Regions from separate parts of the Mus musculus genome. Here region 2 is linked to region 1. Evidence: chromatin contacts called from public promoter capture Hi-C data. All regions are on one chromosome and are shown on one strand. The core of a region is the stretch at or near the end of the contact, and the rest is flanking DNA. Distances in the headings are between cores, read along the strand shown.

What was found. Capture Hi-C pulls out chosen DNA fragments and counts their contacts.
Region 2: a contact with region 1 is called in a promoter capture Hi-C map of adipose tissue. The contact joins two enhancer-like sites. A contact is called at or near these places in 7 of 39 promoter capture datasets (3T3-L1-derived adipocytes, embryonic stem cells, frontonasal cranial neural crest and 4 more), 7 of 115 datasets of contacts at active chromatin or transcription factors (embryonic stem cells, large pre-B cells and stem cell-derived neural progenitor cells) and 1 of 9 other capture datasets (adipose tissue).

The regions. Positions count from the first base shown.
Region 1 is chr10:110,751,660-110,754,495 of GRCm38.p6, forward strand. It overlaps E2f7 (E2F transcription factor 7), which reads left to right. Exons shown (of 13, transcript NM_178609.5): 3 at 2,422-2,700. Among named protein-coding and RNA genes, the nearest start is that of E2f7, 7.6 kb to the left of the region's middle. Within about 2 kb of position 1,437, at least 15 of the 459 cell types and tissues checked have an H3K27ac peak or open chromatin away from gene starts, as enhancers often do. A contact at or near this core is called in adipose tissue, where this site is marked.
Region 2 is chr10:111,072,816-111,075,651 of GRCm38.p6, forward strand. It overlaps Gm29916 (a long non-coding RNA gene), which reads right to left. Exons shown (of 2, transcript XR_380784.4): 2 at 1,327-1,612. Among named protein-coding and RNA genes, the nearest start is that of Gm51781, 7.7 kb to the left of the region's middle. Within about 2 kb of position 1,471, at least 45 of the 459 cell types and tissues checked have an H3K27ac peak or open chromatin away from gene starts, as enhancers often do. A contact at or near this core is called in adipose tissue, where this site is marked.

The DNA of each region.
Region 1 (2,836 bases), core at 187-2,686:
ATCGAAGCCGGAGGCACTTGCCTACTGACCTGGGATCCTGCGTGCATAACCACTCCCCCACGTTGCGTCTCCAGGCGCTACTGGGCACCTTTTCTGGAACTTAGAAAAAGATAGTTTGCTTCTAATTTGCACCCAGAATGAGCTCCTATGTAGATGCGCCATTTTTTTTTTTTTTTTTTTTTAAGAAACTGCTCTTGGCTGCCTTTCACGCGCTTAGATTTTCACACTGGCTCTTGTATGCAACTCCGAGCAACTTATTTAACCTCTATACCTGAGGTTATATAACTTCATCCATAAACTGGAGTAAACAATCGTACCTGTCTTAGTTAGGATTTTACTGCTGCGAACAGACACCATGACCGAGGCAAACTCTCATAAGGACATTTCATTGGGGTTGGCTTAGAGGTTCAGAGGTTCAGTCCGTTATCATCAAGGCAGGAGCATGGCAGCATCCAGGCAGGCGTGGTGCAGGAGGAGCTGAGAGGTCCACATCTTCATCTGCAGGTCTTTTAGAGAAGACTCACTTCCAGGCAGCTAGGATAGGAGTAGGATATTAAACCCTACACTCACAGTGAGTGACACACCTACTCTAGCAAGGCCACACAGTCTAATAGTGCCACTCCCTAGCCAAAGCATATACAAACCATCACAGTACCTATGTCAGAGAGTTAGATTAGGAATTGATACAAGTCCAGGAAACAGGACGTGACATGTGTTACGCACTTCATCATTTCCCTTGAGAACTCCCTTGTAGGCATGGTCAGAATGGCTCACCAGCAGGAACTTGTTAGCAGATCTGAGCAACCCTCTAGGATCGATGGCTGCCTTCTGCTAAAGCGTGAGACCTCGTCACCTCCACCACTCCTTCCTGGCACATTATAGTACAAGAGAGTGTCACCATAGCTAACTGGCAGCTTCTGCTGACCCAACGAATAAGAGTGGTTGGCCCGAGTCTTAGTTAGGGTTTTTATTGCTGTAAGGAGACACCATGACCACGGTAACTCTTACAAAGGAAAGCCTTTCATTAGAGCTGGCTTACAGTTCAGATGTTTAGTCCATTATTATCATGGCAGGAAGCATGGTGGAGTGCAGGTAGACACAGTGCTAGGAAGGGAACTGAGAGTTCTACATCCAGCTTTCAGACAGCAGGAAGAGTTACTGGGCCTGGCTTCAGCTTCTGAAACCGTAAAGCCCACCCCCACTGACACATGATGTCTTCCAACAAGGCCACACCCTCTGAGTCCATGGGGGCCACTGTCACTTATACAACCAGAGCCTTTGGACCCAGAAACCAGTTTCTCCCAGTCTTCTACCTCTGTCCAGGACAGGACTGTTTGAAGCACTGATCAGCCAGAACCAGAGCATACAGTGGCTGTAGGGTGGTTGATACAGTACAGGAAAAGGGAGAGATGTTGAACCTTCCTCCGCTTTCATTATATGAGTCACTGCTGACAGGAAGAGAATTCCACTAGAGGAAGGGCAGACTCTTCCTGCTTTCGAACGGTGAAAATCAGTGGATAGACATTGGCTTCTGTTATTTGGTGGAGCCAAATGCTGCCTCTTTGTGCTCTTGTGGGGTTTTTGTTTTGTTGTATCATGGGCTCCTTTTGAACCCTTTCTTATAATTGTCTACACAGATTGTTTTAAGATTGCAGAAATTGGAAAGCAAAACTTTGGCACGGAGCACTTCAAAACCTTGCTAGCAATTCGATACCACGTCTGGAGCATCTACGCTTATGACCTACTACTGGAGGTCTCGTTTGTTGTAGAGGCTGTCGGTTGATTTAAGTGACAAACTCAAAGGGTAAATCATGCGTGGTAGAAACTCCACACTAGTCCTGTGAGATAAGGGTCGCTTGGCAGGACACAGGACTCAGGAAATGCAAAGCAATATAAGCAAGCAAAACACCGGCCCTTCGCTGTGAATGGTCGAAGGAACACTGCTCAGAAAACATCAGGCAGCTCTCACGATGGTATTTTGTTGGCTGTTCTCCCTTTAACGAGTCCTGTTATAGGTTGATTTTGAACATAGAACTACCAAGGTGTAACCATTCTTCAGTAGCAAATACAAACCTGTAAGTAGGGTTTTGAAAAATACGGCCCTGTGAAGCAGGAAAAGACTCCGTTGGCCTTCTTCATTTCAGCTATTACAGGCATCTGTTGGTGACAGATACATTTGTGACTTCTCTTACCAACACTTCATAAAAAATATGTGCAAAAAAAAGTAGCAGATGTAATGGGTTTCCTTGGAGCCACTGTTCAATGCCTGTGGGGCTCTCTATACATTTATCCAGTATTGGTTCTTTCCGACCTTGAATGTGTGGTCTAATCTGTATTTCTAAGTAGAACATACTCTGTACCCTTAAGCAGACAACTGCCTTTTCTTGACCCTTGCTAAAAAGTTCTCTTTGCTTTAAATAGGAAAATATATTTGTCGACCGATCAAGGATGACCCCAAAGACACCGATGAAGAACGAGCCGATCGACCTGTCAAAGCAAAGAATCTTCACCCCAGACAGAAACCCCATTACTCCAGTAAAGCCGGTCGACAGGCAGCCGCAGGTGGAGCCCTGGACACCCACAGCCAACCTGAAGATGCTCATCAGCGCCGCCAGCCCAGACATAAGAGACCGGGAGAAGAAAAAGGAGCTGTTCAGACCCATTGAGAATAAGGAGGATGCGTTCGTGAACTCCCTGCAGGTAGCGAGCTGTGCTCGAGGGCTTTGTAAAACTTCCCCGGGTTTAACATGATTATTTAAAAGTCGCACGATACCTGTCCGGTCAAACAGCGTTCGTTAAGCATGGCATCATTTGTTAACGGCTGCATTTTTGCTCA
Region 2 (2,836 bases), core at 221-2,720, 320 kb after region 1:
TTTATTTATCTTTATTTTAGATCTGAACTAAGGCTGGGGATTTCACCTTTCTTGACCAGAAAAAACTAGTTTTCCTTTAATGGACCCTTTACATCAAACTGATAACCCTGAGTAAAATGGCCCAATTGGTACTAACAAAAAAAAAAAAAAAAGTCTAAGATACCAATTCCATTTTTAACAACTCCATAATCCTCATTTGACTGCATCTATTAATGAAAGGATACAGACCAGGCAGAAGGACTCCATCTACAAAGGTTGCCCTTGATGCCGGCAGATGCAATATCCAGGTAATAAAATTTCCATTCAGTAAACATTTTTCTGTATAGGAAGCAGCTCTAAGATGCTATTTAGGGAATATAGATCGCTGATGAAATTCAGAGAACATTATCTGTTCTCTCTAGTTAGAGGATTCAGATTGCCCTTATCTGGTAACGCTATAATCCTTTCTAATCCTCTGAAGGGGGAAGACAGCAAGGCTGTCTGCGCGGGTGAAATTGCTTTTATTGTTCTCTGTTTCCGAGAGTGGACATTAAGTATTCAGCTCTTCAATGATGAAGTCATTAATACAGCGCCTTTCCTCCTCAGCAGGGATAAGAGTGGCTCAAGCCATCCTTCCCCTCCTTCGCAAAGGGTTCTTGCTCCCGTGATCTGTTAAATGAACAATGAAATCGCACCTTGGAAGGAATTCGGGTCAAAGTACAAGTGGCTTAATGCCGGTTGGCCTGTAAAAGCGCTGTTGAAGTTTACTGCCTGCATCTGTGGCTTTCCCACACAGTACAAACGGGCCATCATTGATATTTAGAGTCGGCGGTCCCCGAATAAGTAATTTCTAACCTTATCTAGGCAGATGAATAATTTTTACTTACCTGCATGAGTTATGCCACTGGTGCATGTCGTGAATCCACAGTGTTAAAAACTCACGAGAATTTACTCTGGCCTCTTCATCACTCTAACTAGAGATAGGGTATCAAGACGGGTTGCAGGCAAGAGCCAGATGCCAATAACTTTGGGTAGGACTATAACAGTTGGTCATTCAGAGGCTAGCTGCCTCTGCCAACAACAGCCACCAAAGTGCCCATTAATATAAACAAAATATAAGAGACAGAAGGCTTTTGAAATCCATGCCTCCTCTAGCTTTGTTAGCTAAATAAACTATTGCAAACTATTTCTGCACCTGGCATTCCCATCTGATGGTGTAACCATTGTTCCTCTTCTTATCCAACACAGAGATAGTTATTTCCTCTTTGTGTCTGGCAGGAGCTATACAACACACACACACACATGCTTTGCTGGAATTAGAATAAGGAGGAGACAAGAAAGGCAATCTGAATACGAGAAAGGGAGTGGCCCCCAAATCTTTATTGCACCAGGAAGTTGTTCCATACAGAGATAACTGGATGAGCTTCTGGTTTCCAGTGAAACTTATGGTCTATAGCTGTGTTGGGGGTGGGGCAGCTGCAGCCGGGAGGCAGGGCCAGGGAAACGGGAAGTGGAGTTCACTGTGCCCTCTTCCTGCTTTCCTGACTTGGTATTGGAGGGAGTCCCACTCAGAACACAGGTGGAATTTGGATCCTTCCATTGAAGTCGATGCACAAAACTGCACAGCTCTCGCCTCAAAAAAGGAATGAGAGAGTTTATTCTGGAGCCAAACTAGAGTGACCAAGCCCTTGGAAACGTGAAGCTGGATTGCCCCCAGATGCCATGTTCCCAGTGTGGAAGCAGTTTCATGAAGCTTTACAGTAGCAGAACAAAGGATGTCATAAGTCAAGGCCATTTAAAAATACTTGGTGGAGACATTGGAGCGGTGGTTACAGCGAGATGGGGGGAGACTCTTCTACAGGCCTCAAACACTATCTGATGGTGATCTTAGCTCTTTAGTTGGTAGAAACCAGTAGTTTACTAAGTTAATGCATGCTAAAATGTTATCTATAGTGACAGGTTGTTAATTACAGTACAGGGGTGAGCAAGAAATGGCTACTCGGGGAACTAAGGCTAGCCCAAAGAAATGATAATTAGTCTGTGAGATAAGAAACTTTGCAAATCTTCTTCACCCTCTGAAGGTTTTATCAGTTGATCCCCCTACACAGATAGCTTCTTTCCACGAGTTCTAGTTTACCTCGTGGTTTTCTGGTGAGCAGTATGGTGCATTTTCAGGCAGTCTGTTTGCAGAGCCAGGGAGAATCGAGACGGGAAAAGGAAGGAGATGTGGAACTAGAGGGACGATTCTGATTACCACATGATGCTCTCCCCTCTGTTTGCCATTAGATCAGACCCTGAAAACTCACATTTTGGTTGCCAGCTAGAAATCTAAGTTAAAAGCCAAGAGTTCTTCCCCCCAAACATGGTAAGATGATAACCAATGGGTGAGCGTCTACAAGGAGAGAAACGGTTTGCAAATGTCACTGTGTAATGCAGACCCAGGAGCCAGGGGTCTCCTGTAATCTAAAGCATCAAGTCTGAGTAGCCAACGGAACATAGGAGACACATGAGAGCATGCACTAAGCGGTAACAGGACATCATGGACCAGCTCTTCCTAGATGCAAAGGTGGGCGTGTCCATTGGCATAGAAAGAATGGAAACTGACTCCTACTGTGAGTTAGAGACTAGCCCTGCCTAGGAACATGTGAGATACCATGGGGACCTTTATAAACCCTTGTGTGGTTGTTTTTCCAAGGCCTCAATAGAAAATTGAGGTCCTGTTTTGAGATGAGCAGGAGTCAAGGAGAGCAAGGGATTTTAATAATTCTTTCCCCAAGTGTGGTCTCATTCTTAGACGCTGTGACAAGCATATACTCTTAATTGTTTCTCTGTCATAGTAGAGGGTATCACATTGTCC